Linked DNA regions of Anas platyrhynchos: all the other regions are linked to region 3. Evidence: chromatin contacts called from public Hi-C data. All regions are on one chromosome and are shown on one strand. The core of a region is the stretch at or near the end of the contact, and the rest is flanking DNA. Distances in the headings are between cores, read along the strand shown. Region 1 holds the start of EDA2R (ectodysplasin A2 receptor). Region 2 overlaps LOC119717814 (a long non-coding RNA gene). Region 3 overlaps OPHN1 (oligophrenin 1).

Region 1 (2,700 bases), core at 153-2,652, 170 kb before region 3:
CTAATTACTTGGCGTGGAGTGGCTGGAAACTTATATTTGCTTTAGGGGAAAGCATCCTAATGGCAGACAAGAACTGGAGGTACCCTGGGAGAAGCTGCACCTCTCCTTACTGCCCTGCAGTACTCTCAAGGCTACGTTCACTTTCTGCTCCTTGCATTCCAAGTGCAAAGGGAGATATTTGAAACTACCAAAACCACCCGCAATACAGGACATAGTGCATCACTGCTGCTTCTGCTGTTGCTCCCATTCAGCTTTACAGTCCCACAAAACACCCACCCGGCAACAGCCTCACCCCTGCCCACAGCAGCGGCTCACCCAAGGCCCCAAGGAAGGGCTGCCTATGCCAGAGGAGCTGCATGAGAAACTGTGGTGGGCAAACGGGGCTCGGGAAAGGAGAATAGAGCATCCTGCCGGAGCAGACACCCTCAGCACCAGGATACCTTCAGTCACAGGGCCCCCACGTACAATTGCACGTGTTCATATAAACTGAGTGAAATTCTGGTCATCCTTCTTGGGTGTCTGTGACTCGTGAGATATCTCAACTAAGACTTCCAGAACTACCACTTTACATGAAACCTTTGATTTTTATGTTTGTGGTTTTTTTTTTTTTTTTATCTTCTCTCTTTTTTTTGTTCTTTTTGTTTTTCTCCTCACTTCTACTCATTCACAACTGTCACTGCCTCGCTTGCAATAACAACTCCGGTTATCTGCAGCGTCTGTTTTTCCCTCCAACTCTTACTACAATTACGAACACCCTCACGCAGGTACAGCGCGGAGGAGCAGGGGCTCGCAACCCGAGCAGCAGCTGCAGGGAGCTCTGCCCAACTTGCCATCGGTTCTCACACACCCACGCGCGGCCGGCCCGACCCCGGCCCCCAGACGGGCCCCGCCGGCGCCCCCCGCCGCCCACCCTGGGGAAGGCGGCAGGGCTCCGGGATATGCCCGGGCACGCCCGACAGCTCGCCACCAGCTCGCCACCAACTCGCCACCGGCTCGCCGGCCCCGCACCGGCCCCCACGGCCGCGGCACCCCCGGCCCCGGCGCCACGCGCCCGGGCACGGCACCGGGGGCGGCTGCAACCGCGCTGCGCCGCTCCCGGCCCCGCCGGCAGCTCCCGCCCGGCGGTGACACCGGCGCCAGCGGAGCGCCGGGAGCCGCTGCCGCGGGTGGGCGGGCGGCTGCGTGGGCTCCGCCGCTCACCTGTGTCCCGGCGCGCGTGGGGCAGGGCTCCGTGGGCAGGCTGCGGGGCTCCGCGGGCGGGACGTGCGGCGTTCCGCGGGCAGGAGGCTCCGCGGGCACGGGGCACGGTGCGCGGCGGGCGGGACACGCGCGGCTCCCCGGCGGGACACGCGTGGCTCCCGGGCAGGGCGCGCGGCGCCGCGTGGAGCGGGGCGCGCCGCGGGCAGCGCGGGGGATCGCACCCGGCAGGCCCCGCCCCGCCGCCTCCCATTGGCCGCGCGGGATGAGTGGGCGGGGCTATGCAAATCGCAGCGCCCGCGAATTCCTCGCGTGCGGGGCCGCTGCCTCCGTCCCCCGCAGCCACATCCCGAAATTCAGGCGCTGCGTCCCCTGCGGGTGCTTTGCTGAGTCTCAGAGCTGCCCCCAGCAGGGTGCGAGGAGACATCAGGCTGGGACCTGATGGTCCCCATCGGAGGGGTTGTGTGCGATCCCACCTGCCCCGCTGCATCCTTCCCAGGCCCTCGGATTTCCTCCATCCTTCAGCCAGGTTCAAGGTGCCATCTCCACAGGGACAAGGCTCAGCTGGACTTGTTGTGCAGAGGACAGGGCTGGCTTCGCTGCTCACGCGGGCATTTTGCCTCTCGCAGGTCCGTGCCCGTGCAGCCGGCCCGCACCGTGCGGCTGCTGCTGCTCCTGCATCGCTCAGGCAGCAGCGGGGTGTGAGTGGCGTGCTCGGCTGCAGGGCTCACACACAGCCAGGACGGGCAAGGACGTCAGCATCAGCTCCTGCACTTCGGAGAGCTGATAAGAGGGTTGTTGTCCCCAGAGCTGGGGCTGAGGCTGAAGCGTCCCTGTCTCCCAGCTCCTTTCAGTGAGATTACGCTGTCCCCTTTGTGGTTTTATGCACACCAGAGTAGAGTGCTATGAAATCTGGAAATGTTATTACCGTGTTTTACTTTTTCCCCATTCAGATCACCATCTGGAACCATCTCACAGCCACAGGCACAAGCAGCAATGCTGCCCCACGCACGTCTGCAAAAGCTGAGAGCCACCTGGGGAGGTGCAGCACTGGCCTTTGGGTGGCAGCACAGACTTAGGCTGGCTTTAGTGGCTTGTGAAACTGCACGCAGGAGTGACTGGCTGTGGGATGTTGGCCAGACACCTGATATTCCAGATGAAGGGATCTGTTGGGTAGGTAAAGTGCTGTACATCCAATATACAGATTTGGATGTATTTTGCAGCCCAAGGCCTTTCAGATGTTAGCTTCAGCCCACAGAAACATGGCCTGAGACATTTAGTGTTGTGACTGTAATTACCTGATATGTTCTGTCTCACGTTCTCTTCATTGAGTTATAATTATGAAACATAATTGGCAGCATTACTATATTACAAGTCAGCACAACCATGAATCCCGAAGAAGGGAATCTGTTTAACGAGCTTTTCTGACACACCAGAATATTTACAACAGTAGAGGGCCCCAGCTCCAGGCACGAATGTATCGTGGGGGCAATTGCAGACCAT
Region 2 (3,016 bases), core at 378-2,877, 220 kb before region 3:
AGGCCATTAGGGCCTATTCTACCCAGATTTGGAACTGCCTGCATTTTGGCACAGGATCTTTTCTGGAGACAGGTAAAAGTTTAGCTGTTTTTGAATATTTTTAGGTCAAAGTCTTGTAAGCAGTTGTGCTATTTCCCATCCTTCCCATTACTTGAGGTGACCTTCCCATAATGATCCCCACTTCTCCATGTGACTAGTGGGACCTTGTCCTTTCTGGTCCCTTCTTCCTATTTGTTTTGTCTCCTGGTGAGGCTGAGCTAGTCATCCTAGGAACAAAGCCATGAGGGGGAGGAGGGTGCATTTTTCCTTGTCCATGATTAATGGACAGTGTGCTTGGAGCTAATAAGTGAGATGAGTCTTTAAAACAACATTCATCAAAGGAAAGAGCTTGTTGGTTGCTAATTTATGAGGGAGAGTGATTACCCTCCCTCCGTGGGCTGTTAATCCAGAACTGACTCACTGACTAAAATTGTTTAAACCATAATATTCCTGAAGTATTACGTTTCAGATTGAGGCTTAAAGGGCCAGGAGCATAACTGGCTGACACCGTTATGCATGTGTCCTCATCTATCTCGAGGGAGTACTGCGGCAGCAGGAGCAAAGCCCAAAAGCTCCGGTGGTAGAGCATGCCTCTCTGGTTCTCCCAATAACCCCAGTGCTGTTCTCCTTCTCCCTCTTGCCACATGCTTTGCACATGAAAGCCATGCACTTTGAAAAGAGGCAGTACACTTAGGAAGTTGGTAATTTGAATAAAGGCACAGAAAAGAGATTCTTTTCAGTGGTGTCTTCTGAGTGGCTTGGCCAGGTAAGCTTTCATAAGGCACACCAGCCATCTGCAGGCAGAACTGGAGTGATTATCACAGCTACACTCACACCCAAACTGTGTAACTAAATCATTTGCCCAGCAAGGGGAAGTTGTTCTCAGTGGGAGGATCTCCTCCCAAGCCCAAGGAGACTTTGGCCTGCGAACCTTGCTTCCTTGAAGAGTTCCCTTGCCTCCAGCAAACGCCCACACAGGAAGACTGCCTGAGACAGGCCCTCCTGTGGAAAGCTCTTCTACTTTATGTGGAAACTAAAAATCATCTAAAAATGAATCAGTTACTTAGCAGTCTAGTAGAGGACTAATCGTCTCTCAGCACGGCCACCTAAGTAGGAAGAGATGCACACACTCCAAGCTGGTGCAGCTGAGCCCTGTGAGCATCTCCTCTGGGGGCAGTGAGCCTCCTCTGCTGCCTGAGGGGTGGGGACAACACTAAGAAACACACGGTCTCGCACAGGAATGTGCGTGGCATATGCCTGGGACCTTGGCAGGGGCCGTACAAAGACTTGCTTTTATAAACCCAGCCCCAGAGTTTCTATTCTGGTTGTCCCAGTTGAGTGTCCGGGCACTTGTCCCAGGAGGAGAGCGCTGGCGAGCGAGCAGCAAGAAGGATCCGTGCCGGTTCGGGGAGCGCACCCCTCAGCCCCGCCGCACAGCCGGTGCTCAGCCTTCAGCTCCCCGTGCGCGGACGGGCCGGGATGCCCGGCGGGACGCCCCCGGGACCCCCCCCGCGGGGCGCCGCCGCTCGTCCTGGAGCGCCGCGGCCGGGCCACCAGGTGTCACCTCTGCGCCGCTGCTCCCCGGGGCCTGGCAGGAGCTCACCCGTGGGCTGCGGGGGGGGGGGAACCACCCCAAAAGTGAGCTGCACAGACCAAGCCTGTTAACTCGTTCCGTTTCTGGAGCTCTCGGGCCGAACGCATCTCCCACAGAATCTGCAGCTTCTCCGCTTCTCGCTCTCCGTTTGTTGGTTTGCTGCTTCCCTGTTTCCCAGGCTCTGATCCATGCTTCTCCAAAACTGGGTTTATTCAGGTGCTGAGATGTGTGCAGTCCTGACTTCTGGAGGTTTCCATCCAGCCTCAAAGGCAGCATCCTGGATAGCATCAGGAGTTCCTGTTTGCTGCCTGGCACGTCCCGTTCAGCTGAGCATAGCCTGCAGTGCCGGCACAGAGAGCTGGAGGCAGATTATAGACTTGCACTCTCTGTCATGGTTTCCCCCTGTATTTGTATAATGTTTAGCAAGCAGTTGTTAGAACTGCCTACATCCTAGTAATTCTGTCAACTTGGAGACAAGTTTGGATTGGTTATGCAGTTGCTAAAATACAAACAAATATTAAAAAGGTCAAAGAAAAATACAGGCTTTGTAGAATGATCAGAAAGATATATTTTTTTTTTCTTTCTTTCTTGGAGTCTTCCTCAGGTTTCTGCAAATGCTTAACAAAAGTTAAAGGTCTGAAAATGACCCCAAAACCGCCATGAGTTACATGCTTGGGTTTCTTGATAGCCTGTGAATGGAAGCCTGCTGTAACCCAGTTCTGCAATTATTAATGCGATTTTAACTTTCAGTACATGTCAGGAAAGCATTTAATGTCTTAATACTTCCTCTTGATAGTGCTCCCAAATTGACCCTGTGATCTGCTTCTACCTTGTCAGAAAAGATTGGTGCAAAACCAGTGGAGGGTATTTGTTTTCTGTTTGTCTCTTTGGGCTGAAGGTGACAGCGTGGGCCTTCCTTTTGCTGTGCTCCTGAGGCAGAGCCACTTCTCTGCTTCCCGAATGCATGGCTTTGCAGTGAGCAACTCTGTTCTTGCTTCTCTTTCTCCAGCAGCAGCTGAAGTTGCTCAAGGCCTTTAATTAGGTACAAACTATCTGAAGTTAATCATCACATGGGTAAGTAAAACAGAAAAACACGCTTCAATGTTTTCTGGGCCTGACTGTTACAGACTTGGGCTGGGAACACAACCCCAATCCAGTCTGCTCCTGGTCATTTATGAATCCTAAAGGCTGGAGAAGTCTCATTAAGTCCACTCAGCCTTCTGCAATCAGTTAGTAACAGCATCTTTATGGTGATTTTTTTTACTGGTAAAGCCATACCTCAGGCTACAAGGAAACTCTTCTAATGGATGCATTTCTTAGAAAAATAAACACACACCAAAAAGTGCAAAATTAATTAGAGAAATAAAACCCCCTCTGAAATAA
Region 3 (2,774 bases), core at 31-2,530:
CTGCTGAGCCCTGTGCTGTTCCCACTTCTTGCATAAGGACTACCCAGTACCTAACGCGCTCGTATGAAGCGCAGGACTCAGTGCAGAAAGGCTTGCCCCAGCAGCACGTACACCGACCGGTCTGTGGGGAGAACCAGTCCCTCCCAGGTACGCTGGGCTCGGGCCGTGGCAGGCCCCGTGGGACACGCAGCTGGGGCTCTGCCCGATGGTGCCAGGCTCAGGCCGGCGTCGTGGATGCTGCGAGGAGATGGAAGCGCTGGGTCTGTCACACGTCTGCCACCTCCAGTCCTCAGAAAGCCTTCACAGCTGCCTGTCTGCTTAGGATGTTGCAAAAGCTCTCGCTGGCTCAATCTGACCTTTATGAAGAATGATTTCAGCCCTTCTGAGCAAAAACCCTAACCCAGGTGAATGGCCTCGCTGCTAAGGTACGATATGTGTCCCCACCACCGTGGGGTGAGGGAAAGGGACCCCAGGTCCCCCCTCCTGGGCTGCTGCAGGGCTGGCACCGCTGGCACCTCTGCAGACAAGCAGCTCCCGAGGCACGGCGCTGGCGGGGCACGTCCCCTGGCAGCAGTGCTGTCTGAACACCAAGATCCTTGGGACCATGCTGCTAATTAACGTGGGCTAACCTCCCACCCTGTTCTCATCCCCGCTGCCTAAATAAGGATTGGGGCATTGGCTTTCACAAAGGAAACGGAGCCGGGACGGCCAGGTGGGCCCCAAATTCTGCTGCCGCTGCTTGGCTGCGGGGTGATGCTGGCCAGCCTGCGCCACGTGGAGGCGTGGAGCAGCAGCGAGGGCTCATCCCTGCTGGCCCTCGTCCCGCTCCCGGGGCCGCAGCAGAGCACACCCCGGCACGTGATGCCAAAATGCCGGAGTATTTTTAGCACAGGGTGGGAGAAGGCTCGTCCCCACAGCTCCGGGGTCACCGCCTGCCTTCAGCTCCCCGCTGCTCCCACAGCCTGAAATACGAGTTGAGCCAGCAGCAAAGGCGGTGGGAAGGGAGAGAGGACAGGGTGGGAGGCAGAAAAAAGCTCAGAAAAGCAGGGAAGGGTGTGCCGCAGCCTCATCGCGTTGTGAAAGCCGATCCTCTTCACCCTTCTCAAACAATATAAAAATATAACAGCCTAACCGCACGGAATAATTCATTCTTACCAAAAAAGGCATTCAGCAACTTCTGCACCTGGATGTTGCTGCCAACCGTTCGGTAGACGCCCTCTGTGGAGATCCCTAAGCACAACAGAGCAGAGTTAGAGCCGTCCTGGCAGAGGGCTGTCCGAAAGCACCATCTGGCGGAGCGACAGCCTGCTGGGGAGCTGCACGGCCACCCCGTCCCGGCACCCCGCATTACCCAGCCCTGTGGGGTCAGTACCCCCCCTCTGCCCCTCTCCCAGCCCCTGGGACCCGGACAGGGCTGGCTGCATCCCCCAGGGGCTTGGACATGCCAGCACCACCACCTCTCCGTGCAGCCCAGAGACTCAGATGTTAGGGAGCAATTTGTCCTGCTCGGACAGGCTGCAGGTTTGGTGAGAGCCCATACGGGGAGGTGTAGTCCCCTGCCCCGCTTCCGTCCTGCCCTTCTGCCTAACGGGCCCGAGCAATTCTTTACTGCAGCTAAACCCTGCCTCTAACCCAGCACACAGAGCGCATCCACTGCTGCTTGCCTGCAGCCTGGTGGCCACCTTCCTCTGAGCCAGAGAAACTGGGGAATGAAAACACCACAAAGGCGAAAATTCAGTCCTACCTGGAACGTGGTATGACAATACTCCAAATAACGCCTTATTTCTGCTCTTTTGGCACATGTTCTCTAATCATTTAAACAGGACTGCCTGTCAGCTAGCAGCGCTATGCTGTGGATAACGGCACACGCTCCAGGGTGATGGGAACGGGGACATGCCAGGAGGGCTGCGGGCACCTCACCTTTCGTTTCTACCGCGTTGATGCACTTCCGCACAAACTTGAAGCCGACCTCGTTCAACTCCACTGTTTCAAAGAAGGGAAGCAGTGTTAGCTGCCGGGGCACCGGCACGCGGTTACTCGCGGAAAACTGCTGGGCAGGGGCCGGGCACAGCCACCACGCAGCGCTCCGGCCCCACGCGGGCATCGGGCTGCTGGCTCCAGCTGCACCGCGTACGTGCCTCTACGGACACACGGGCGGTCTTTACATCTCAGCGAGCAATTATTAGTTTCATATGCTCTCGAGTTTTTTTGGATTTATGTTGAGCTGCAGCGTCTCCCCCTGCCCCCTCTCTGTCTTTAATAAAAGAAGTGTGAATCAGAGCCCTGCCACATGTGAATGTGTGTCTGATAATGACTTGATTAATCATTTCCAGAGCACTGCAAAATCTGCAGTTAAATCTCTTCCACATCATAGGATCACGTAATTTCTACTTATCTACTTGATTAAATTAAACAAACAAACAAAAAATAAATAAAAACCGCACAGCTTTACCTGCTGCCTGAGTAAAGAAGAACACAGGTTTTTGTTCCAGCTGATTAATCACAGACATTGTTTATGCCTGTCTTACAGGCATTGTGAAGGAGGCAGAAAGTTACCACTTTTCATAGATGTATTTCAACTTTTCTACTTCTGGTAATTTTCCAGGACATCTGGAAGGATTGTCCAGGTTGTGCTGTGAAACACCTTTCTGCTCAGTGCCAACATTTATACCGAACCTCCCCTGAATGACTGTGCTAAATACAGACTTGTTGCAGACACCAAGCGGGAGAGAGCTCTCCATTTTCTTTAATTCACAGAGGAGACTGGGAGACAA

What was found. A called contact is a pair of places that touch in the nucleus more often than the background predicts.
Region 1: a Hi-C map of subcutaneous adipose tissue shows a contact between it and region 3, with 5 times the contacts expected there. The contact joins the promoter of EDA2R here to the enhancer-like site in region 3. A contact is called at or near these places in 4 of 8 Hi-C or Micro-C datasets (liver, skeletal muscle and subcutaneous adipose tissue).
Region 2: a Hi-C map of subcutaneous adipose tissue shows a contact between it and region 3, with 2.1 times the contacts expected there. The contact joins two enhancer-like sites. A contact is called at or near these places in 2 of 8 Hi-C or Micro-C datasets (skeletal muscle and subcutaneous adipose tissue).

Annotation. Positions count from the first base shown.
Region 1 is chr10:24,623,946-24,626,645 of IASCAAS_PekinDuck_T2T, reverse strand. It overlaps EDA2R (ectodysplasin A2 receptor), which reads right to left and starts at 1,402. Exons shown (of 8, transcript XM_038184041.2): 1 at 1,201-1,402.
Region 2 is chr10:24,679,827-24,682,842 of IASCAAS_PekinDuck_T2T, reverse strand. All of the region lies in intron 1 of LOC119717814 (a long non-coding RNA gene), which reads left to right. Among named protein-coding and RNA genes, the nearest start is that of EDA2R, 56 kb to the right of the region's middle. Within about 2 kb of position 1,627, at least 3 of the 8 cell types and tissues checked have an H3K27ac peak or open chromatin away from gene starts, as enhancers often do. A contact at or near this core is called in subcutaneous adipose tissue, where this site is marked.
Region 3 is chr10:24,457,112-24,459,885 of IASCAAS_PekinDuck_T2T, reverse strand. It overlaps OPHN1 (oligophrenin 1), which reads right to left. Exons shown (of 24, transcript XM_038184020.2): 13 at 1,921-1,983; 14 at 1,156-1,230. Among named protein-coding and RNA genes, the nearest start is that of OPHN1, 38 kb to the right of the region's middle. Within about 2 kb of position 1,280, at least 4 of the 8 cell types and tissues checked have an H3K27ac peak or open chromatin away from gene starts, as enhancers often do. A contact at or near this core is called in subcutaneous adipose tissue, where this site is marked.